Regions from separate parts of the Mus musculus genome. Here regions 1, 2, 3, 4, 5 and 7 are each linked to region 6. A link is a contact called in public HiChIP or PLAC-seq and promoter capture Hi-C data. All regions are on one chromosome and are shown on one strand. Each heading gives the region's core, a stretch centred on a gene start, on an enhancer-like site or on the middle of the called end of the contact. The rest is flanking DNA. Distances are from core to core; before and after follow the strand shown.

Region 1 (3,168 bases), core at 1-2,500, 610 kb before region 6:
GAGGCAGAGACAGGAGGATCTCCGTGAGTTCTAGGCCACCTTAGTCTACAAAGCAAATTCCAGGCCAGGCATAGGTACACATTCAGACCCCATCTCAGACAAAATGCTCCATTTGTGAAGTCCACTCCCGGGAGTGGAGAACATGCCTGATGTTGAAGTGGGTGTGTGTGTACACTGGTGTGCTGTCCAGAGTCTGAGGACAGAGCCATCGGGTTAGGAGGAAGCTGCTATCTGATGTTTGGGTGGGGTGGGGCAGGGAGCTATTCTTGCAGCGATGTGGTTTGTTTTTTTTTGTTTTGTTTTGTTTTGTTTTTTTTGTTTAGGGAAACCGTATGTACTGGCTACTTCACAGCCAAGGTGAGCTGAAGGAAGAGGAAGCAGTGAAGCTACTTCACGCCGCTGACCTTCCTATTCATCTTGAAAAAGAGCAAGATTCCCCTATGTCTCTGGGTCCTTTGCAGGGCGCCGCTGGCAGCAGCCGTTATGCGCTTTCTGACACACTTTTCCTCCGACTCTTCTGCCACTTTTCCCTGTCCTCCAGCTCGGTCCCTTTTCTCGAATTTTAACAGTCTGCAGTCCACGGGCGGGGATCTTAAGGTGAGGGGAAGCCCGGTACCCCCTGATCGCGGACTAGGGGGACAGCCTCCAAGGTCCCACACCTACCCCGGGGTGGGGGGAGCTCTCGAAGTGCAGACACCCTCTGGTTCTCTCATCCTAAGGTGCAGAGTGGTACTGACCGAGGTCAGAGGGGACGAGCCGGTGGCAGCAGACACACAAAGCTGGCGACTAGGAAAGGAGGGAGCGGCTGCCTGTCCCGGTTGAGGACAGAGGCGTAGAAAGAGAGGGACGGACAAGGGGGCTCTGGGGACCACAGAGAGAACGCTGACAGGAGCCCTGGAGTGCACAGGAGCTGTGGGACGGCCGGACGAGGCGGCAAGCCTGAGGCGACGGCCGGGAGACACTCACCAGACCCAGGGGGGAGGGAGGCGCGGGGCCGACGGCTACAGAGACGGCGCAGACGCGACGTGCGGGCGGCTCCAGAGCGACCGCGACACGCCGGGGACTCCGAATGAGCGCAGCTGCCGATCCGCGACAGGACAGGACAAAAGGAAGAACCCCAACTGCCGGAAAAGACGGCGGCGCGGAGGGGCCAAGGCTCCCCCGGTACCCCCTCAGACTGTGGAGAGGGGCCGCCGCGGCTGAGACTGCGCATGCGCCCCCCGCCAGCGGCGCTCGCCGGGCAGCGGGACTGCGCGTGCGCGGCGGCGCCCCGCCCACATTTCACCCCTCACCCGACTGCGCCTAGCCGAGGAGGCCCTACGAGTGCAGAGCGGGGCGGGCTCCCTGGTGGCTTTGTGATGGGCTGGACTAGCTGGCCTTTGTTATGTTACTTTTTCTTTTGAAATAATTATAGACTCGCCAGAAGTTACAAAACGAAAACCTGGAAGTTCCGTAAAAGCCAACACCCACCCAGCTTCCCTCAAGGTCTTACATAAGGCACCGGGCTCTGCACCCGGAAATTAACATTGGCTCTCTATCAACTAAACCAATGCAATCAACTACCGTGACGGGGATTTAGCATTTGGCGTGCACTCGCTGGATGATGTCTTTAGTTCTCTGAAATTTAATCTGAGTTTTACCCCATCCTCCTTGACTTCAGATCATTGTGGCCATAAGTCTGTTGGAACCCGTGGCCCTTCCTATTTTTCGTTATTGTAAAGGATTAACGTGCCTTTGTTTGGGATCAGGTGATCTCTCACACCTAACACCTCTCCATTGTGCACAACTTAAAGCCTCTCATTGATTTCCAGAGAACTGAGCCCAGTGCCCTCGATTAGAAAGTTTTAAAGTCCTGAAAAAACGATGAATGGCTCCCTAGAAAGGAGTCCTCTGGGAGCAAGCGAGAAGAGAGCTCCCTCCTGTTAGTCACTTCCCAAGCCGCCCCTAGTAAGTGTTCTGATTTTCCCTTTTCTTTTATGTTTTTTTGTTTTGTTTTTTGTTTTTCGAGGCAGGGTTTCTCTGTGTAGCCCTGGCCGTCCTGGAACTCACTTTGTAGACCAGGCTGGCCTCGAACTCAGAAATCCACCTGCCTCTGCCTCCCAAGTGCTGGGATTACAGCAGGTGTGTGCCACCGCCACCACCACCACCACCACCACCACCACCCCCGCTTTGATTTTGGTTTGGTTTTTTTTTTTTGGTTTTTTTTTTTTTTTTTGGTTTTTCGAGACAGGGTTTCTCTGTATAGCCCTGGCTGTCCTGGAGCTCACTTTGTAGACCAGGCTGGCCTCGAACTCAGAAATCCGCCTGCCTCTGCCTCCCGAGTGCTGGGATTAAAGGCGTGCGCCACCACCGCCCGGCTGATTTTGTTTTTAATTGCATTGTAATTATTGAATTCATTATCTTGCTAATACTTTTTTTACTTTTTTTTTTTTTTTTTTTTGCCTCTTAAAATTTTTTTGAGACAGTCTTATGTAGCTCAGGGTCTCAGGGTAACACAAACAACGTGTTGCTGAGGGTAAACCTTGAACTCTCGAAATCCTCCTGCCTTAGCCTCTCAAGTCCTGATGTGGGTTACATCATGTCTCTCATTTGAAAATAAATTCCCAAGCAGGGGTAGTGGTGCCTGCTGCTACTTCCCCCTTTCCTCTTCCCCACAGGGCAACGCTCATCAGCTGACTCTGAGTACTTTTTCCAACACAGATCCAGAATGGGGCTTGATGTGCAATGGCCTGGTGCTTCTCAGGCACTGGTGTGCGTTGGCCTGGTGCTTTCACTGTGTGCATACAAATAGCCCCCTAAGACTATAGGGGCTGGGTAGAGGGCTCAGCAGTTAAGAACATACAGAGAGTCGGGCAGTGGTGGTAAACACCTGTAATCCCAGCACTTGGGAGGCAGAGACAGGCAGATTTCTGAGTTTGAGGCCAGCCTGGTCTACAGAGTGAGATCCAGGAAAGCCAGGGCTTCACAGAGAAACCCTGTCTCAAAAAACCAAAAAAAAAAAAAAAAAAAAACAAACAAACAAAAAACCACACAGTGAGTGCTCTTACAGAAGACACAAGTTCAGTTCCTAGCACCCACATGATGGCTCCCAACCATTTGTAACTCCAGCCTCAGGAAATCTGATGTAGATGTGTTTTTTTTGGCTACTTTATAGGGTTCTTATATATC
Region 2 (2,992 bases), core at 358-2,857, 660 kb before region 6:
CTTGGATCCCCTCTGGGCGATGGATAACAAGTATTAAGTGTTGGCTCAGGATGGGTGAGGGGAGCTTGGAAATGAAAGAAAGAGGAAGTTGATTGTCCTGTATTCAGAACAAGAAAGGCAGTAGTTCCACCGTGGGTATGGAGACTGCACAGGGGCACAGGATTAGAAGAGGAAACTTTTGGAATGAAATTTTAATCAGTGGGTATGTTCTCTGTAGTTCCAAGGCCCAGAGATGCCAGCACATGATCTCATTACTGTGTTGGCTTTTTTGTGACATTACTGTGTTGGTGGTCGTATTTGGTTTGTTTTGAGACATGGTTTCCTCTGTGTAGCCCTGGCTGTTCTGGAATTCACTTTGTAGACCCAGTTTCCTGACTGGATTCCCTGACTTCCCTTAGTGACAGGTGGTATGGGGGAAACTGGGCAAGGTAGACCCGTCCCCCTCCTCCCCTCCCCCCCCCAGAAGCAACATAAGCCAAATAAGGGGGACCTCGATTTCCTGATCCTCCTGCCTCTACCTCCCAAGTGCTAGGATTAATGCTGTGCACACAGGTATTCCCTATATTTTTTTGCGTGGTTTTATTAGTTTATTTAGTGCTCAGCAGCAGTTTTAAAGTAGAATAATGTCAGCACTTGGGAGACAGGGACAGGAGGATGAGGAGTCCAAAGCCATCCTTGGCTACACAGCAAATTCAACATGGGCTGCGGCGTCACATCTCAATAAAATGAACTCGGACCTGGAGACGTAGCTCAACTGGTAGAATAATGGCCTAGGGTGCATGAAGCCCTGGGTTACACCAGAGCCCTTCATAATTCGGCTACGGTAGGGCTTGTCTGTAACCCTATCCATCACTCACATGGTGAAGGTCGGATCAGAGGTGCAAGGCCATACTGGGATAAAGGAGACTGTCTCAAAAAACAAAGAACACCCCATGTATTAAGAGTGGAGAGCCAGGGAGGAGGGAGAAGGGAAATAAAGGTTAAAACAAGCAAACCCCCAATAGAACGAAACACCCAAAACTAGAAGTCTGTGCAATCATTGTGATGGTGTAATCAACTGGTCTGATAACTTTCTTAAGTACAAAAGCCACAAGTCCCCGTGACCCTGAGAGATGGAGCCAGGTTCCTCCTCTCAGGTTCCCTTGTGCGGTTCACAGGAAGCAAGGCAACCAGCTTTCTAATAGTTTGCTTCCAGGTAACATGAAACCTGTAGAATCTTGTTTGCTATCGCAGATTGTTCCGTGAAACTCAAGAGTTGGGGGGAAGTTTTTGTTTTCTCTTTTATCTTGTTTTGTTGTTGTTGATGTTTTTCTGTCTTTGGGCTGCAGTTCATATCCATCCGCCACACAAAGGCGATAGGCTCATCTTTCCGTGAGCATCACGCGTTCCGGGGCGACCCAGCCTCTTTCACCTTCGAGCCTGCAGCTCGCTTTCCTGTCTGAGCCCCTTGGGTGATGGAGCGCAAGCGGCGGCGGCGCGCGTTACTGGGCCGCCCTGGCGAAGAGCCCCAGTTCCCGGCCGGCCGGGCAGGCAGGCGAGGCCCCGGCCTATGGCGGAGTCCGCGGCGGGGGCGGGGCGAGCCGCGCGGCCTTCCCGGCATGCCCCGCGGTGGGCGGGGCTCTTGTTTTGAAGGGCCGGGTGACTCAACCGGGGATCCGCGGCCAGGGCGGGGGCGCGCGGTGGCCGGAGCTTGGAGGTGGCTTCGGGGCTCGGTGTCGGAGAGCGCGGCAGCAAGCGGCCGGTGAGTGCCGAGTGACAGGGTGGGCGGGCGAGCGGGCAGGTGATGGCGCGGGCTGATGATGGCGGCGGGCGCGACGCTGCGGCCTGAGAGGCCCCGTGCGGGCTCCTCCCCGGCCTGGGGAGAAAGGAGAAGCCGGGCGAGGCTGCCGACCAACCACGCAGGGCCACCGGTAGCCCAGGCTGGGGAAGGTTGGTCGCGCTTTCCCAGAACCTCTGGAATCTTCTGTCGGTCCTGTCGCCCCTCTGTTGTCATCCCATGCTTAGTGCAGAACTGGGAGATTTTTTTCTTGCATATAAGAACTTTTTATAGCAGACAGTGTCGTCAGGCTTGCGCCATGAGGACACCTCCTCCCCTTTGTGGGAATTTGTCATTCTTTCTGAACATTCCTGGATTGGGCTGATTTACTATTTAGAAGTAAATCTAATCTTTTAAGTGAGAATTCAGCAAACGAACTAACAGACAGGCCAGGAACTCTGACCAACCAAGCTCTTTCACGGTGTCTGTTTGCTGATAGACAATTGTTTACCTAGAAATTTGAGATTTCTTTTTAAATGATCTCCCAAACAGAATGTTGGAATAATATTAGTTGTGACGAACCTTGAATTAGAACGTCAACCCCACTCCAGAGGAACAAAAACAAAATCTTAAAGTAGCAGTTCTCAAACGCGTTTTGCAGGTCGCTAGCACGGCTCCCAGAAATTAATTCTAGAAATCTAGGGTGGACCCCTGAGTCTACTAGTGCTGGCAGGCAACCACCCCGCTTGGGCCGCCTTGGTAAGCCAGGAACCGGACCTTAGGAAACCAAGATTAGCTTGGCCTGAGGACTGTAAATACTGTCTCATGTCCTTTTCTTTCTGTTGACTTACTCCTCTCCTGTCCGTAATCAGTCGGGAGTCAAGAAGCCCTGATTCGGAAGGCTGTGTGAGAAAGGATAGTGCTTTCTGGAGCCCTTACATGAGAGCAGGAAATGGCTTTTTATCCATATCCTGTTATTGCCTGGGTGGGAGAAAGATGGCGTGGATCAGGCTAACCCACCTTGTTTCTCTCAGGAGCCTGTTGGTAGGATCGTGGGAGCTTGAGCATGTCATTAGGTCTTGGCTCCCACCTCAGCTCTCTGCTTTCCTTCTCATGGTATCAGCCAGGGAGTGCCCGGAGCCTGGGGGGTCTCTGATTCCCTGGGATGTGCCAGCATCAGTAGTATTTATGGGCTTTTAGTTGTGGGTATCAATTCACTAGCTACAGAATATCTGA
Region 3 (3,069 bases), core at 472-2,971, 750 kb after region 6:
AGACCTAGAACCACACCTGCCCTCCAGTCTCCTTTCTAGGCTGCCTTGGTGCCCATCAGACTGCAGTTCCCTCTGCACACTGACAGGTTCAAGCTCCTGAAACATCTTCAGCACCTCCTTTCTTCTGTGCTCTGTAAAGCAACAACTTGCAGTGCCTACAACCATGCAGAAGGCAAGGTACAGAAGAGAAGGAAGGAAGGAGAGATGCCCTGGGCAGAGCTGGAAGCCCTAGTGTGGTCTTGGTGTTGGCCCCCGCACTTGCTGACAGCACTCTGGACACTTGACCAGGAATCAAGGCTTTTGGTGATTCTTTAAGAAGGAGTCTTACTCTGAAATGAGGAAAACTGGCTACAAATCATCACTAGAAAAGGGAAAGCCAGTCTGAGTGAAAGCTGTGTTGAGAAATGGGTGTTCAGTCACAACAGCCCAGGAGCGCGGGCGGGCCAGCCCTCGCCTGCTCTCTAATGAGGCTTGTGCTCATTTCCTGCCTTGGTTCCATCAGCCCTCCCTGCTCCCTGATTATAAATTCCACTTTGCTTTCATCTGGGTAACTTTTAGCTCCTTGTAATATAAAAGACTTAAGTGTGTCTGCGATGGCAAAGTGACATCCAGTATGGAATCCATATCACTTTCTTTTATTTCATGACCACTATTACTCATTAGACCTGCCTCCTTGAATATAATATATTACTTTCTGTGTAAATGGGAGGACAATCATATTAAAAGTCATAAATGTACCTCATTTAAATAAACTACCCAAGCTCCAATGCTCCAAAAATCATAAAACAGAATTGAAAACAAATGAATCTTTGCTTTGGGCTTAAGGCTTATGAATTAAATCAGCTATTAATCAGACTTGGAAAAACACTGGCTCTTTTCCCATGGTCGCTACTATGGAGTTATTTTAAAGGATCAATAGAGCTCACTAACCTACATGACTTTCTGGTACTTCTACTCCCTGGTTTACCTTAGAACTTATTGCTAATTACCGTGGGTCTAAGAGAATCCACACAGAAGTGACAATACACATAAATTATTCACAGGGCCATTCATCTGCAATGGACATCCCATCAGATTCAACCTTGTAAGTGTCACAGGACCAGTTATTTTTACATCAGATTGTATTTTATAGGAAATAATAAAGACGCTATAGCAGCACAATAAATCCCCACTAGCAGAAGATCTGCATTTCATTGCAACAAATGCCTCTACTCTATTAAGCAAGCACTGAAGTCTGCCTTTAATGCTTTGGAGTCAAAGGTTTCCCTGGTATTGTTTGCAAACTTGCAGGAGCCTGAGGCTGAAGGTTGATGTGAAACATTAAGGACACTTTTGCCATTGTTTGTTTGTTTGTTTGTTTCCTCCTCCTTTCCAGATTTCACACAGGAAACAGGACTCTTAGAACCAGAAGGCCTTGCTCTCATCCAGAAGGACCTTGCTCCTGGCATTTATTTTCCTCATCTAAAACATTTTCTCTTCTCGGCTGTGATCCATTGTGTCTCTGTAACAGAACCATGTTTATCATCCAAGGCTTATCACATTGCTCTTGCTGACTGTGTGGTCAGCAAAAACCAAGTTGATGAGTCTGGATGTAAGGAGTTGGCAGCCCCCGTGGCTCTAATGGATCTCAGCAGTATTAGTTTACTGAAAGAGGATCTGTACAGCCCAGGACAATTTACCATTCTGTGGACTGTGCACAGATGACACCCTTTATTGTGCAAGAGTTGAACTTTGGCTCTCTTCCTAAAGAACAGAAATTCACTCTGCAAGTATCCAGCAGTGAAGCAGCAGTGAGGAGAAGCAGCCTGGTGTGGTGGGCACAGAACACCTGGAGGACTCCCAGAGCTCATCCAGCAGCAGACAAGACAGGCCTGCTCTGCCCAGGGTGATACACAGTCATGTGCAGGAACATGGGGTGTATGAGATGGGCACTTCTCAAGGTCACTTTGATAGCCATGATCCATTACTGAAGGACAGGCTGCTGCTCTCGCCTGTGTGTCTTCCTGAAGCCATAGACTCTACTATCTGTACTCTGCATGTCAGCATACTCAAAATAATGTAGACAAGGCTAGCTCAGAAATGCACCACAGTGACTCCTGTAAGCAGCCATGGCCATTCTTTAATGCCTCCAGACCGTTCTTCCCTGCACCTAACTGTGATAAGAAACATTTGAATGTCCTTATTCCTTATGCCCCTTTTTGTCTCAATGGCTAATTTAATTTTCATAAAAATGAAGGGAAAGACTAATATAAGTTTTAGACAACAAATATAAGACCAAGAGGGATGGTTTTATGCACAGAGTAATAACACAAAAAGAAAAAGAAGTCGCAATGGCTCAACGTTAGTAAGTAGTTTCAATGAGCTGCTCCCCACCTTGCAAATCCCACGGGCATCACAGTGTACACATGGCTCTCTCCTAGATCAGCAGTCACACATGCCATCAAGGAAAAAGCATCTCTGGAGCCCTGAGTGACAGGATTTTTAGCCATACCTTCAGCATTCTCATAGCCCCACATCTAAAGTAATTAAAATTTAAATATCACCAAAATTCCTGGGAGACTCTATCTTTGTAAAAACTGCCAGTTTATCCTCTTCCAATGCAGAGTCACATTCGTTATTAAAAGATGCTAAGCCTAATCACAGGCTGATGAGGAACACTAATTTGTCACTTCCCCGGGCTATTTCTGCAGCTGTGAGGTGGGGTTTCACTGGCTTGGCGTGGACTGACATAACTCATTTTCTAAAAGTCAAACGTATTGCTATCCAGTTGGAAGAAAATCTTGCTCCATCAATCTACAGATCCTCCAAGAAAAAAAAAAAAAAAAGGCTCACATATGCTTTAAAGTATGAAACTGTAAGACCATGTCCATCCATATTTTCAAGAGCAACAAATCATTCTTTGTGTTTATTTTCTTTTTGAAAGAGAGTATGTTCTTGACTTCTTCAGCACTGACACCAAAATCACACATGGGGTGCTAAGTGCTTAGTACCCTCAAGCTGAGCCACTGAAGCACTTAGCACCCTATGTGTGCTCGTCCTCCCAAGAACCTCCCAACCTGACACAGGTGT
Region 4 (3,364 bases), core at 199-2,698, 770 kb after region 6:
GCATACACAAGCCCCCTCCCCCACACACACCAGAGCAAGTGTGTTAGGAACATAAAGAGACACTCCACACAATGCGAGAAAAATCTTTTTAAATGACAGAAATAAGGATCTAGAACCCATATTATATAGAGGTTTAAAACCCAATGGCTAAAATAAAAAAAAAAACAAAACAGCATAATCATATGTTGGCCAAGTAAACAAAAATGACTCCATTTAAAAATAAACAAAGGAGCTGAGTAAGACATCTTCCCAGAGATGACGTACACTTTCAACATCAGCAGGAAGAGGTACGCCACACACAGCACTGCTCTCCAGGAGGAGCCAATCAAGAGCACGGAGTGTCCATGAGCATGAGGACAACCACTGACAGTGTGTTACAGCAGGCGGCTCCGAGGCTCCCCATGAAAAACATTATAGCCGCTCCTCAGAGAGGTCAGCACTGAGCTGCTACAGCTACAGCCACGACAGTAACCTAGAAAGCTCTACACATGCATCTACACAGACACTGGACATGGGTGGTTCCTGCAGCTATTTCAGAAAAGCTCAAAGATTCCATTCCAAGAACCACCTAACCGGCTGACAGGCCTCCTCCTACCACTGCTGACCCTGCGGTACACCGTTATGTCACAGGCGAGAGGGAAGTGCTGCTACTCATCACAGCACAGCCAAAGCTCGAGAACATTTCAAAAAGTAAAATAAGAAAAGACCTTTGGTGTGTAAAGCATATCTCATTTTTAAAAGTGTATCTAGAAAATTAGTAACAAAATAAAGCCATTCATTTAGATTACTGACCCATTTTCTCCCAGCCCCCTCAATCCTGGGTCTTTAATATCTTAGTACACCGTTACACCAAAGTGTGTAAACTGAGCAGGTGAAGGAACAGAACACATGGATGTGATCTTATCCAGCTCAGTCTGAAATAAAGGTGCATTCACTGCTGACAGCTGATCCAGGACAATAAAAGTCAGACTGTAAAGACAGAAAGCCGCAGAGCAGAGCGAGTGAGGAAAAACCCATCCCAGGCTACCAAATACACAGACCTGTCAGCCTGGCATGCATTGAGATCTTACTCTGCCAAACGCAAATTCAAAATAAATATCAGGAATCTAGACAGAGGGAAGCTCAAACAAGCAAAATCATTTCTAGTTGTTAATGCAGATGAGAGAAAATAAACAGATGTGTTTTGTTCTGGGCTTGTTATTATCAAATTGGCACAGGCTGGAAGGCAGGGACACAGGAAGAGCACTGGGGGGGGGGCATGAAATGATGGGGTTCAGCTCACACCTCTATTTCAGGGATATTCAGAAATTACTTCACGGATAGAGGTCAGACCTTCTAGTGTTTGTCAATTCATGCTGCAAGAATGAGGCAAGAAGCTCAGCTGCGACTGCTTGGACCCTCAGTGCTTCCTGCCCAGGGATACAAAGGGATCCTTGGCTCTTCCACACACTGAAGGAGTCAGTCACAATGTACGCATCTCCAAACCAGACAGAAACTGCCTTCTGCTCCTGGCTCAGTTCTAGGATATACTGTGATGCTGGCTTCTGTCCAGAGTGTGCTGAGGAAGGACCTCTGGTGCCTCCACAGCTAACCTGGGCAGGACCGAAGCTGCATGCATCTCTCTCACTTTCAACCTTTTACAGAAAACAGAAGCTCTGTAACTGAAGATAATTTGGAAATTGGCATGAGAATTTAAAAAAAATAAATCCAATTGGACAATTATTGTAAGGCTCCTGCCAACTTTTGGTTCCTTGCCACAGAGAGTAATGATTCCTGCCAGTCACTAGGAAAAGAATAGCTTCTAGAAAAGCCAAGTTTTGATGAAAAAAAAAAAAAAAAAAACCCAGTAACCCTGCATCAGCACATAGCAACTTGTAGGGAGCTGGGGCTCTGCAAATCAGATTCAAATTCAGGAACTTAATTTTTGCTTCTGCAAAGGAGTTCCAGGCTGGGAACAGAGCTCGATGGTAGAATGTTGCCTAGAGTGTGTGAGGCCCTAAGTTCACCTCTCAGAGTAATAAGCAAGCAAACAAACCAACAAACCAATGCGAAGTTCCTGGCAAAGAATAATTATCATATGGCCTTTGCGGTGCAGACCATGGATAGATAACACGTGCTTCAAGGGCAACGCAAAGACCTCAAGTTATTCTGTCCAAGTTTATTCTGTAATGTTGAAAAGCAAAAGAAACAAACCCAAGCCAATACAGGCAGAAAGTAGCCATAGCCCCCATATGTTTCCACATTAAAGAACTAAACAAATTGGGTGTGGTAGCACTCACCTCTAACCCCAAGACTATGAAAGCAGAGGCCAAGAAAGCAAAGTTCAATTCAGCACCTAGGACAGTTCCCCAAATGCCCAGTGAGCTGAGACATTACACTCTGAACACTTTGAGAGAGTAAGCTTTATGAAGGTGGGAGGGAATTGGGAATCAACAGAAGCCTGTAGACTGTCTCTGTAAGAGGATCATTTTTGTTTGTTTGCAACAGAGTTTCTCTGTGTAGCCCTGACTGTCCTGGAAGTCACTGTAGATTCAATTGCCCTGGGTGTTAGGATCCAGGCATGCACCACCCCTGCCCCACTGTTAGAGGATCTCAAGAGGCATGTGCTAGAAAGCTGCTCACACCAAGTGGGCCTCCAAACTGAAACCTCAGCCAAGCAAGCTGGTCCACAGGCGCCTGTGAAGGACAGGGCCAGTGAGGGAGGGGTACCTAGCACCTTGTCTCAAAAAGCGAGACTACATGCTCTCAGTTAACCATGAAGAGCAGCAGCCAAGCTTTAAAAAAAAAAAAAAATCTCTGAATTGTACCACCATCACCAAAGTTTCAGCAAGGCACACAACCACAGTATACAGAACACACAGTACCATCCTCTTGTGTTTCCTGTCAGGATTGATGCTCAGGAAGAGTTATTAACTAGTGGATTTTGTTTTCACCATGATAGGGAATTGGCACTCCCAGTCACAGAGAGTTCATGGCAGCGAAGGACTGAGCCATCACTCTGATACCCTCACATAGGGTTAGGAATGGACAGACTGCTCAATGTCAAATGAGAGAGTGCTCTAAGGAAGTTCTATGTGTATTACAGCATCCAGAGCCAGTGTCTGCCCTGATGCCTTATCAATATCCGATAGGACTGACAGTGTACCACCTCATTAAGTGACTCATCCCCAAAGTAGTCACACCATTAATAAGAGGTAGAGTTAGGTCCAAAATGGAAGTTTTCATTGAAAGCGCATCCCTCTTCTGAGCACTTTTGTTAATGAACACACCCACAGAGGCAGAGGACACAAACAGAAACACATGGGAGAAAACTGACGAAAGGTAAGTGTTGGGGTGATTCCCTCAGTGGGTAAGAAAACACTTG
Region 5 (3,372 bases), core at 77-2,576, 650 kb after region 6:
ACATATCTGGAAAACGTCACAGGAGAAATCAGGCAAGGAACGATAGCCACAGGTACCCAGAGCCAATGCTTGCTGCTTTAGCATAGGCTTTGCATAGGTGAGCTTCGGTTTGACCCTCTCTTCTGGCCTCAATGGGCACCAGGCTCAAATGGTGCGAGTAAAACATTCCATACATACAAATAAAAAATAAAAATGACTCTTAAGAGAACTGGAAATCCTAATGCTATTCAAATGATCTACACAAACCCCCATGACAACAGGCTGGGCTAGAAACCAAAACCCAGGAAACAAGTGAAAATCTGGCTACCAATAGCACTAGGACTCTTGGGATTTTGGTAGCAATTGAGTTGTTCTATGCACGTTTGATTAAAATTGTGCTTCCACCTGGGCCAGTGCACTTCAGGCACAGACTCAGCCTTACATGCAGAGGGACCATTTCAATTGGAGACACGGCAGGAGGAAGGAGACGGGATGTCCAGACTCGGATCTGGGAAACAAGGGGCTTCAGAGATGGCTGGCCAGGAGGACGACAAGCACAGCCCTGAGCAGCCCTGCAAATGTGGGGTGCAATCAAGGGCTCCATGGGCACCTGCCCCACCTCTCTGCTCAGCAGCTGAGCCCTGGAAAGATGCTTACTATTTTCATTTCTAATAACAGTCCTTGTGATCTATCCATTTGTCCTGGGATTTGAACACTTTTTTCTAACTGATTGTTTTAAATTTCTAATTATTTTTAGTTAGCATACAAAATGAAGCGTATTCATTGTGACATTTTTATACACAGATTGTTGTAGTTTGCTTATATCCACCCTCTGCTAGCCCTCTTCCCCTCCCCCAATGATGCAAATCCTCTTCCTCCTCCTGTTTCCTTTATGCCTTCATGTTCTCAATCCATTATGAGAGGAAACATGAAACCTCTCTTGTCCCCTCTTAGTCTCTCTTGGTCCCCACCCTGGCTTTACCTCCCTCCTTCCTCTTCCTTGTAACTTCAGTGGACACTCGAAGCAAGCTCTTCAACTCCAGGTTGCTTTTACTTGAGAAGGGGGCAGTGGACAGGAGTCCTCTGTGATGTATGTATGTATGTATGTATGTATGTATGTATGTATGTACGTACGTATGTATGTATGTATGTGATGTACACACTGTCTAGAGTGTGGGAGTCGCCATAGGCTCACACACTTGAGTGCTTAGTCCTCAGTTGGTAGGGCTGTTTGGGGAGGCCATGGACCCTTTAGGAGGTGCAGCATTGCTAGAAGAAGTATGTCACCAGGGCAGGCCTTTTCAGGGTTTATACCTCCCCCGCTTCCTGCTGTTTCTCAGTTCCCTGTATACGGCTGAGAGGTTGCCAGCCAGCTTTCTGTTCTGCTGCCAGGCCATGCTGTCCTGGCCATGAAGGATTCTATTCCTCTGGGAACATAAAGCAAAATAAACCCTTTCTTCTGTAGGTTGTTTCTGTGCATTATCACAGCGACGAGAACGCAGCACATCAGGGAGTGGTCTGCTCTTTCCCTCCTGACTCCTCCAGCACACAGAGCTTATCAACCTGCTTTTCCATTGAACAAATATGATCTTCCGTGCCAAAAAGGCAAGATGGCAAGGTCACCTTTTGCTTTTTTGTTTGTTTGTTTTTTGTTTTTCGAGACAGGGTTTCTCTGTGTAGCCCTGACTGTCCTGGAACTCACTCTGTAGACCAGGCTGGCCTCGAACTCAGAAATCCGCCTGCCTCTGCCTCCCAAGGGCTGGGATTAAAAGCGTGCACCACCACACCCGGCCGGCAAGGTCACCTTTTAAATGAGATGTCATCTTACAACTTCTGCCTCTTCTCTGACTTTAGCAAGTCACAAAAGAAGGTAAGAGTCAGGACAGACATCTTCAGGAGGATTCAGTCAGAAAACAGTGCCTAGTGACCACAGAAGCACCAGGGCTCATGTCACAGGGATCCACGAGGCCTCTGTGACATCCCCAAATCAATAGCTGTTGGTCTTGTTCATGGTAGAACCATTGAGAGACCTACAGAAGGAAATGCATGACTAAGTGATTCCAGGAGACAAGAGGAGGGGCAGCATGACAAGCAAGCTTAGATTGTTAGAGAAGGATGTGCAGTCTTACGGACCTGGGATCAGCAAGGAAAGGCAAAAATGTTGACACAGAGGCAAGGGAGGTTACAGTGTAAAGCTTTTGCCTATTTATATTTTAAATGTATTTTCTGGTGACTAAGAAAATTAAAAATCAATGCAAGCACTCCATCAAATCTTGAAAGCCTGTGACTTGGGTGAGAAAAGCAAACAGCATGACGAGACACGCCCCTCCCCCCATCAGTAAGGGCACCGAGTCATGGGGTAAGTCCCCTTTATACTTAAGATGCAATCTCCCGTAGGAAATTTAAAACAATAACTTGAGACTTGGCAGTTTTATGATCCAAGCTATTGAGCTAGCTTCAAGATGCACTAATCCCTTGAGAAAAAGCCAGGACACAGTGGAAGGCAGCTCAAGAACGCACAGCATCATTTACTTGTACACGGCTATCTTAGAACTGTTTATTTGCCTTTGACACTTGAGGACAAGAGTAACCATTACACATTTTGGACAAGCTTGGAAAGCTAACTTATCTATTTTGTGGAAAAAATATGCCTCTGAAACTATCATGTTGTTGAGAAGGGAAACCCCCGAATTCTGGCTGTAACTAAGCCAAGCAGAAAGCCTCTGTTTCCAAGCAGAGTGGAAAATGACCGCTTACACGATTCAGGATTGCAGTTTATATAGAGTACAAGTGCTCATTACAGATGAACTATCGTACTTATCATCAGAGAGGGCAGAAGAACGGTGGACAGGAGTGGAGCCAACACCGCCCACTGCTGAGCCTCCCCATGGCTGAACACAGTTTCATTACAAAACCAAACAAAAAGCCAAACAGCAACATGCAGGCTGCAATCCTGCCATCACCGGGACAGTGGACCTTAGAAAGCATGCTTGAACTTCCTTCTAGCAGGCTGCAGGAAACTCTGTGGCTTGTGTTTATCCACCAAGGCCAAGGCCAGCTGTCTAGGTAGCATGTTTCCTGGTTAGGCATCCTGCTTAACCTAAGACTCAACTGGGGAATCTGTGGATCACCTGAGGGCATCAGAATTCACAGACACCTCCGACTGTACCTGCATCTTACTCTGGCAGGGTCCTGAACCCCTGGAATGGGCTTAAGCTGGGAGCCCACAAGGTAGCGTCCCAGCTCACTGCCTGGCCTAAAGCAGTGGCTTAGAACATGTCTGCCAAGCTGGTGAATCGTGTCAGATTTCTGAGCTAACCTGGACCCAGGCCTCACAGACTGGGATTCCTACCCAGTTAAATGATTCAGTATCGGTTGAATTATGATGTTAAT
Region 6 (3,281 bases), core at 66-2,565:
AAACCGAACCAAAACAATCCATAAAAATAATAAACTCCAGTTCCAGGGGATCCAACAACCTCTTCTGGTTTCTGCAGCCATTGGGCATGCACTTGGCTCAGAGACATACATGCAGGCAAAACATGTACACATATATCTTTTTTTTATTTTTTTTAAGATTTATTTATTATATGTAAGTACACTGTTGCTGTTTTCAGACACACCAGAAGAGGGCACCAGATCTCATGATCTCCTTTCGGGTGGTTGTGAGCCACCATGTGGTTGCTGGGATTTGAACTCAGGATCTTCAGAAGAGCAGTCCGTGCTCTTAACCGCTGAGCCATCTCTCCAGCCCATACACACATATCTTAAACACCCAAACTTCAGCGTGGAGAGAGAAGGGAGAGTTTCATCTCCCTAGCCCCTTCAAGCCCATTTCCATTCCTTCTGTACCCTGTATGAGCCCCAGGTAATGCGATCCATCTCTACAGATTTGCCTGGTATAATTTTTAAAGATTCAGAAACAAAATGAGGTCATGAAAAACAAATAGATGCTAAATAGGAATAGACTGAATCAACCTTAAAATGATCAGACTTTTCTAAATCACTCAAAAGTGGGTTATAATGGGGTGGAGGTATAATTTAGCTACAGAGTACATCCTTGGCTGTGTGTTCAATGTTCAGAATCTCCTACTCCCAACCCAAAGTAGGCTATAGTTCTCAATAAAATGGTTATGGCCGTCATCACCGTGTTATAAAGCAATTTTTGTTTGTTTTGTAGACACGGTCTCATATCCCAGGCTGGCCTCTAACTCACTGCATAGCGGTAGATGCCCTTGAACTCCTCATCCTCCACCACACTCTGCCAAAGGAAAAAGGGGTGGGATACAAATAAAGGTTCAGGTTCATTGCTGCTGGATCTGGGGTACTGGCTTTGGAGAGCGCAGAGAGGAAAGAAGGTATTGGGAAAGTCATTATTATACTCACGAACCCAAGGAAAGAGAGTGTTTCTGTTGTTTACTATAATTTTTAATCTATAACTTTTAAGTGTTTATTACTCTGCGCGCACACAGGCGCGCGCGCACACCCACACCCACCCGCTAGGGTGCGCATTTGGAAGTCAGAGGCCAATTTGAAAAGTCAGTTTTCCCCAGCCACCATATAGGTGAAGCCTGAGCATCGTCTCCACGCTTGCCAGCAAGTAGCTTTACTCGTTGAGCCATCCTCCAAGTCCTAAAATCTATGCTTTAGTTTAGGATTTTGTCCGCAGCAGACGTTACGCTCGTCCTTCTTCAGGCTCACACCTGCGCACTTCCCGCCCGCCTCCCGCTGCGCACGCGCACTGCCCGCCTTCCCAGGCCTGGGGCGGGCCCGCGCTCTCAACGCGGTCGATCCCCGGGCGATTGCTTCTGTCTTGTGTGTAGATTAAGTTGCGCGAGAGGAACCTCGGAGGCGGCCGGAGCTCAGGCTAGAGGTTGGCTGGTTGCTGAACGCTGCCCCAGTGCCGGTCGGGCCATGGGCGAGCCCGACCCCTTGGTCTCGGGGCAGCTCGCGGCCCGCCGGAGCTGGTGCTTGCGGCGGCTGGGGATGGACTGCGAGTGGCTGCAGCTGGAGGCTGGGACTGAGGTGAGGGCGAGAGGCCTGGCGAGCTGCGGGAGCGGGGGAAGGCCGCGCACACCGGTCGGCGGGGAGGCGCCGAGGCAGCGGGCTCCGGCCACCTCAGGGCCCGGAGGGACCGGGCCGCGAGGCCAGGCGAGTCCGCGGCTTGAGGCCCGAGCTGGAGGGCGGCTGCGCGGGAGCGGGACCCGTGCCGGAGCCGCTGTAACGGACGCGGGCCTCCCAGCGAGGAGAAGGATGGGGTCGAGAACAGGCACTGTCCCAGTTAAGGGTCTATCAGAGACGGAGAAACTGAGGCAGAGGCGTCCCCACTGATTCCTAGGAGTGGCGAACCTGTCTAGGGAGTCTGAAGATGGACGCCTGGAAGGCTGCGGAGGGCGTGGACTCTCTGGAGTTGATTTTAAGTGTGATCAGGAGTTTAAGGGTAGCATGCCTAAACCCCTCGAACTGTAATACTGAAAATAAAAGTCTTCCATTCCATCTCCGAGGGGAACTGGAGCGTCGGGGTGGGCCACTCCTGAAGTGGGTCAGCCTTCTCTCCAGAAACTGCTCACAATGTAAAGCTGACTTAAAAGGCCGGTGCTGGGGATTGAACGCAGGGTCACAGAACTTGGAAGGCAAGGACTCTACCAAATGAGCTGTATCTGCAGCTCCACAAACGCAAAATTAGAAACAAAGACAAAGTGGGAGGAACAGTTCTAAGTGGGGGAGAGGTGCTGGGTGCTGTTGTGGGCTTTCAATCCTTGCAGTCTGCTCTGGAAGCAGAACTGGGTCAGGGATGCGCTTGCAATGTAGAATCCTTGAGGTTTTGGAAAGCCTGTACAGTACTGAATGTTGGTCATGTGTACTGGCTGGTCTTTTGTCAACTTGGCACACAAACCAGAGTCCTCTGAAAAGAGGGAAACTTAATTGAGCAAATGTCTCCATAAGATCCAGCTGTAAGGCATTTTCTTAATTAGTGATTGATAGGGGAGGGCCCAGCCCATTGTGAGTGGGGTTGTCCCTTGGCTGGTGCACCTGTGTTCTATAAGAAAGCAGGCTGAACAAACCAGTCAGCAGCACCCCTCCATGGCCTCTGCATCAGCTCCCGCCTCCAGGTTCCTGCCCTGTGTGAGTTTTTGTCCTGACTTCCATTGATGAGGGACTGCACTTCAGAAGTGTAAGCTGAAAAAAAAAAAAAAAACCCAAACCCTTTCTTCCCCAACTTGCTTTTTGGTCATGGTGTTTCCTTGCAAGAATAATAACCCTGAAACATCATATAAGATAAATTCAGTGAATTGGTAAGTTCGGTTTTTCTGATAAGCTGCATATTCTCAATTGAGAGGCGAATGTAGGGATTTATGGTTTGAACCAGGGGAAGAGAATTTACACAGTGAAGGAGCCTGAGAACGTCTGGGTGGGCCAAGGTGTGGCTTATTTAGTGATATTCTAGAGCAGGTCCTGCTTTAAATTAGGCATTAGAGGGCTGTTTATTTTTACCTATGAGGTCTTACTATTTTTCATCTTCATTAATCTGATCCCTGAGCATTTACTAGTCTCTCACAACCCTAGAGGGAAACTTAAGTGTTGACTTGTTCACTGAGACTCAGTTCTGTGGACTAATCTATTACTCCTGGCTAGTTGGGCACTCCTGGAGTAACGAGGGCAAGAGGACCGACCGTAAAGCACTATTGAACATACTCAGT
Region 7 (3,431 bases), core at 337-2,836, 670 kb after region 6:
CATGTGCCAGGATGCATACTTGTTTGGGATTTAGGCTTCATCATGAATCAGTCCTTTTGTTGATTCTACTGAAAAAGCAGGTTCAGTTTTAACCCTACAAGCAAACCTGAACCAGGCTCCCCTCTTCAGGTTGGAACTGGGCTCTTGTTAGGCACAGTGTACCGCCCACACCACCCGCGCGTCTGTCTGCCTGCAAAGTCTGTTCTTAGGTATTTGCACCGACAGCATAGAGACGTTTCTGGCTTGTAACCTGGCCGGGAATGTTTGCAGAGTGTGATCTCTCAGCAAAGACACTCCTTGTGACCTTAAAGAAGATGAGCTCCTTAAGCATACCCCTCCCCCTCCACCCCACTATCAGAAGCCATTTTCAAAGAGGCAGACTTTATCCTACCAGAGAGATTCACAGCCGCAGATCAGGTCTGTGAATGACTGCCACAGACCTCATTACCTAATGAGCACCGAATAAACGCCTGGTGACATTACCGGTTGGCTCCTCCATCTCCCCTTATTCTTACAGTGGAGTCTCCCTAAAAACAGCGAGGTGCTGGCTTTTTATAAAATTGATTAACAGATGTGATTCTGCTTACATCTTCCATAAATGCTCTGGCTGGTTGCATACCATTGATTACCCGGGGCTCAGTTTACAGCAACTAATTGCTCTCCTTGCTGCTGTTTTGATACAAAATTCGATACTGAATATGATTTCAAAACTCTTGTCTTTGTGGCCTGAGTCAGAAGTGACTGGAGGCAAACCCAGTGGACTCAGTTTTCCCTTCTTAAAATAATTGCTCTCTCATCAGTCTGTGAAGAAAGTTTCCAAATTGTAGCATTCTAATTGGAAAGCCTGCATTATGCATGCGATGACAAACTGCGTTGTGCTGAATGGCAGTTTTTTTTATCCCTTTCTTAAAGGATTAATTCCATAGCAGACCGTGAACAATGGCTGAAGCCTAACAGGAGAGATCAACAGCTTCTCCACTGAATTGGGGCCTTTAGACCAGGAGCAAGGGCCTACTGGCCTGTTTCTAATTGCCTAGTGTCTGTGGTAGCCTCCCTGGAAGACATGGAGACACAACACACTGTTGCTGTTGCTAAGAACTTCCTCATTCGGGGAAAACAGCCAACCAAAGCAAGATCAACAACCAGGCTATTAGTGACGTTATACATTATTGAATTCACTTATAAATGGTCAGTCAAAGACATTCATAACCTCAAAAAAGTATAAATAACATTCTTAGACAACCAACCTTTAAGTTCCTCAGAAATATTGTCTTTCACTAAACATTTCCAAAAATTCTTTACCAGGCACGAAGCACCATTAGGTAAATCTTCGAATCTACTTAAGCTCACCCCATGACCTTCAATGTGTGCCTTGGCTGGGTACCTGGGGTTCTTTCAGTCTCAAGCTGATAGCCCTCTGCATATGTACTGGAGGGCTTGGATGACTGTGCGCCACATGGCATTCTCTCTGAAAACTGCCTGCAGTCCCATTTCAAAACGGTGTGGGAGTTCCTGGGCCCAGTGTGTCCTGCAATCCTGGTTGCAGCCTAGGAAGCAGACGCTTGCTGAGCTAATCACACTTCCTGCCTCAAAACCAGAGGGTGTGGCCTCAATTGGCCCTGCCCCTTACATGAGATAATGAGGAGGCGAGGAGGCAGACACTCCTGGGCGGCACCAGGAGGGAAGGAGCCGTGGACACCTAGTGGGGCTGCTGCTGACACAGGCAGGCCCACCATGTGCCACCAGGGTTCATGAGAAATTACCCAATCACAAGGAAGCTCCCTTTATGGCTTAAACCATCTTTACTTGGCTTCTGTCACTTGGAACCAATCAAGCTAAGAGCACACTTGAGCAAGGTCTTCCTGCTGCAGGAGAGGTGGTTTCTGTAGAGGTTGAGAGAGGCTGGACTGAGGTGTGGGATGACAAGGCGAGGGGTGAGGACTGGCTCAGTGAGGGAGCTCTGCAGGGACTGGACTGTGCACTGACTAATTACCAAGCACACTTCAAAACCACCAAGCAGGGGGGTTGGGGAGCTTGACCAGAGGGAAAAGGAGGCCACAGTGCAGGTCCAAGGATCCAAGGGGCAGGGAAGTACTGTGTACTACTGGGCTGAGGGGTAGACTGAAGCCAGAACAGAGATCTGGAAACAGATCAGATGCTGCAACCAAGTGGGGATCTAAGGCACTTGAGCCTCATTGAAGAATATAGTTCTCACTGTTCTGGTGCAAAGAAGACAGACACAATGTGAGAGCCCTTCTCTGACTCCTATGGTCAACAGGGGCAGACAGCCAGTGCAGCTATCTGATGTTGCTCCAGACTGACTAGTGATAAATGGAGTTTCCCACAAATGAGAGGGTTTCTTGTTGTCTGCCATGGCATCTGATAGTGTGCCTCTCCTCCGGTTAGGAGCAGGGTCCAACTGAGCAGAGCTGCTGGAGGACCCAAGTCCAAAATGAGATCCTCAGCAGAGTCTGAAGAGGACAAACGCTGCCCTGAAGATCCCAGAAATGAGAAGACTGAAGGAGCTGTGGCCACAGTGGCCAGGCCTCCAAGGACACAGCCTCCTAGGGCAGAAGGAACACTGGACTTCTAGAATCAGGAGGGAACTGCAAGCCGCTCACCAGAAGGAAGGTGTTCTTGGCAAGTACACTAGGCAGAACCCATCAAGGCCTCCACGTACTGTGGGACGCTGCTTAATCTCTCAAAGCTAGGGCACCTTCTGTTACACTTACAGCCAGGCGGCTGACAGGGAGAGCTGGGAAGGGCAGGGTCCAGCCTTCCTTCTAAGGCATTCTCAGATGACCTGACTCTTCCACTAGGCCTTACTTCTAAAAGGTTCCTCCATCGATGAAAACATCTCTGTGACAAAATACTTGAGGTCATAAGCTTTAAAGAGGGTCAGCTTTCTTTTGGCACACAGGTTTTTGCCGTTTTTGCTTTCACCTTGATCTCTCCATGCAGACCAGGCTGGCCTCTAACTCACAGAGATCTGTGTGCCTCTGCTCCCAAGTGTTAGGATTAAAGGTGTGAGCCACTATACCTGGCCACAGCAGTTTTTGATGGTTCAGCCCATTACTTCTGGGTCTCTGGTGAGACAGAGTGCAGTGAATGAAACTACTTACAGCCAGGATGCCGACAGGAGAGCTGGGAAGGGCAGGGTCCAGACTTCCTTCTAAGGCATTCTCAGATGACCTGACTCTTCCACTAGGCCTCACTTCTAAAAGGTTCCTCCATCACTGAAAACATCCTGGGCATCACGGGCACCAAGCCTTTTTTGGGCTAGTCTTTAAGGGTGTTTCCTATTCAGACAACAGCAGACACAGAACACAGGTTCTCTAAGAAAGTTAGACACAGTGGTCTTAGTCAGGGCTAAGTCTTGCTCAGGATCTTGATGGTCGGCTGCTTGTAGTTTCTGTGTGTATGCACTGGTG

Evidence for each region. Promoter capture Hi-C pulls out the DNA fragments that hold promoters and counts their contacts. HiChIP or PLAC-seq counts read pairs in DNA pulled down with a chosen protein or histone mark.
Region 1: a promoter capture Hi-C map of pre-B cells shows a contact between it and region 6, with 2.3 times the contacts expected there. The contact joins the promoter of Stk38 here to the promoter of Rnf8 in region 6. A contact is called at or near these places in 2 of 39 promoter capture datasets (neural stem cells and pre-B cells) and 1 of 115 datasets of contacts at active chromatin or transcription factors (memory CD8 T cells).
Region 2: an H3K27ac HiChIP or PLAC-seq map of thymic regulatory T cells shows a contact between it and region 6, with 4 times the contacts expected there. The contact joins the promoter of Kctd20 here to the promoter of Rnf8 in region 6. A contact is called at or near these places in 1 of 15 datasets of contacts at CTCF or cohesin (large pre-B cells) and 1 of 115 datasets of contacts at active chromatin or transcription factors (thymic regulatory T cells).
Region 3: a promoter capture Hi-C map of liver shows a contact between it and region 6, with 2.1 times the contacts expected there. The contact joins the enhancer-like site here to the promoter of Rnf8 in region 6. A contact is called at or near these places in 7 of 39 promoter capture datasets (the 3T3-L1 cell line, 3T3-L1-derived adipocytes, the C10 cell line and 3 more), 1 of 115 datasets of contacts at active chromatin or transcription factors (large pre-B cells) and 1 of 9 other capture datasets (embryonic trunk).
Region 4: a contact with region 6 is called in an H3K4me3 HiChIP or PLAC-seq map of forebrain, with 5 times the contacts expected there. The contact joins the enhancer-like site here to the promoter of Rnf8 in region 6. A contact is called at or near these places in 2 of 39 promoter capture datasets (hippocampal neurons and liver), 2 of 115 datasets of contacts at active chromatin or transcription factors (embryonic forebrain and forebrain) and 2 of 9 other capture datasets (embryonic stem cells and embryonic trunk).
Region 5: a contact with region 6 is called in a promoter capture Hi-C map of the HPC-7 cell line, with 4 times the contacts expected there. The contact joins the enhancer-like site here to the promoter of Rnf8 in region 6. A contact is called at or near these places in 6 of 39 promoter capture datasets (the 3T3-L1 cell line, the HPC-7 cell line, frontonasal cranial neural crest and 2 more) and 4 of 115 datasets of contacts at active chromatin or transcription factors (astrocytes, embryonic forebrain, embryonic midbrain and 1 more).
Region 7: a promoter capture Hi-C map of the HPC-7 cell line shows a contact between it and region 6, with 3 times the contacts expected there. The contact joins the enhancer-like site here to the promoter of Rnf8 in region 6. A contact is called at or near these places in 8 of 39 promoter capture datasets (the 3T3-L1 cell line, 3T3-L1-derived adipocytes, the HPC-7 cell line and 4 more), 2 of 115 datasets of contacts at active chromatin or transcription factors (embryonic forebrain and pro-B cells) and 1 of 9 other capture datasets (embryonic stem cells).

What each region holds. Positions count from the first base shown.
Region 1 is chr17:29,006,745-29,009,912 of GRCm38.p6, forward strand. Stk38 (serine/threonine kinase 38) reads right to left here and starts at 1,251. Exons shown (of 14, transcript NM_134115.3): 1 at 967-1,251.
Region 2 is chr17:28,950,829-28,953,820 of GRCm38.p6, forward strand. Kctd20 (potassium channel tetramerisation domain containing 20) reads left to right here and starts at 1,608. Exons shown (of 8, transcript NM_001356300.1): 1 at 1,608-1,741.
Region 3 is chr17:30,359,125-30,362,193 of GRCm38.p6, forward strand. The region is part of intron 6 of Btbd9 (BTB (POZ) domain containing 9); the gene reads right to left. Among named protein-coding and RNA genes, the nearest start is that of Btbd9, 220 kb to the right of the region's middle. Within about 2 kb of position 1,722, at least 22 of the 459 cell types and tissues checked have an H3K27ac peak or open chromatin away from gene starts, as enhancers often do. A contact at or near this core is called in liver, where this site is marked.
Region 4 is chr17:30,387,548-30,390,911 of GRCm38.p6, forward strand. All of the region lies in intron 6 of Btbd9 (BTB (POZ) domain containing 9), which reads right to left. Among named protein-coding and RNA genes, the nearest start is that of Btbd9, 190 kb to the right of the region's middle. Within about 2 kb of position 1,449, at least 17 of the 459 cell types and tissues checked have an H3K27ac peak or open chromatin away from gene starts, as enhancers often do. A contact at or near this core is called in forebrain and hippocampal neurons, where this site is marked.
Region 5 is chr17:30,258,820-30,262,191 of GRCm38.p6, forward strand. The region is part of intron 9 of Btbd9 (BTB (POZ) domain containing 9); the gene reads right to left. Among named protein-coding and RNA genes, the nearest start is that of Zfand3, 260 kb to the left of the region's middle. Within about 2 kb of position 1,327, at least 19 of the 459 cell types and tissues checked have an H3K27ac peak or open chromatin away from gene starts, as enhancers often do. A contact at or near this core is called in the HPC-7 cell line, liver and pancreatic cancer cells, where this site is marked.
Region 6 is chr17:29,613,474-29,616,754 of GRCm38.p6, forward strand. Rnf8 (ring finger protein 8) reads left to right here and starts at 1,316. Exons shown (of 8, transcript NM_021419.2): 1 at 1,316-1,605. The coding sequence starts at 1,495. Gm28043 (predicted gene, 28043) reads left to right here and starts at 1,316. Exons shown (of 28, transcript NR_132314.1): 1 at 1,316-1,605.
Region 7 is chr17:30,278,910-30,282,340 of GRCm38.p6, forward strand. All of the region lies in intron 8 of Btbd9 (BTB (POZ) domain containing 9), which reads right to left. Among named protein-coding and RNA genes, the nearest start is that of Zfand3, 280 kb to the left of the region's middle. Within about 2 kb of position 1,587, at least 65 of the 459 cell types and tissues checked have an H3K27ac peak or open chromatin away from gene starts, as enhancers often do. A contact at or near this core is called in the HPC-7 cell line and embryonic forebrain, where this site is marked.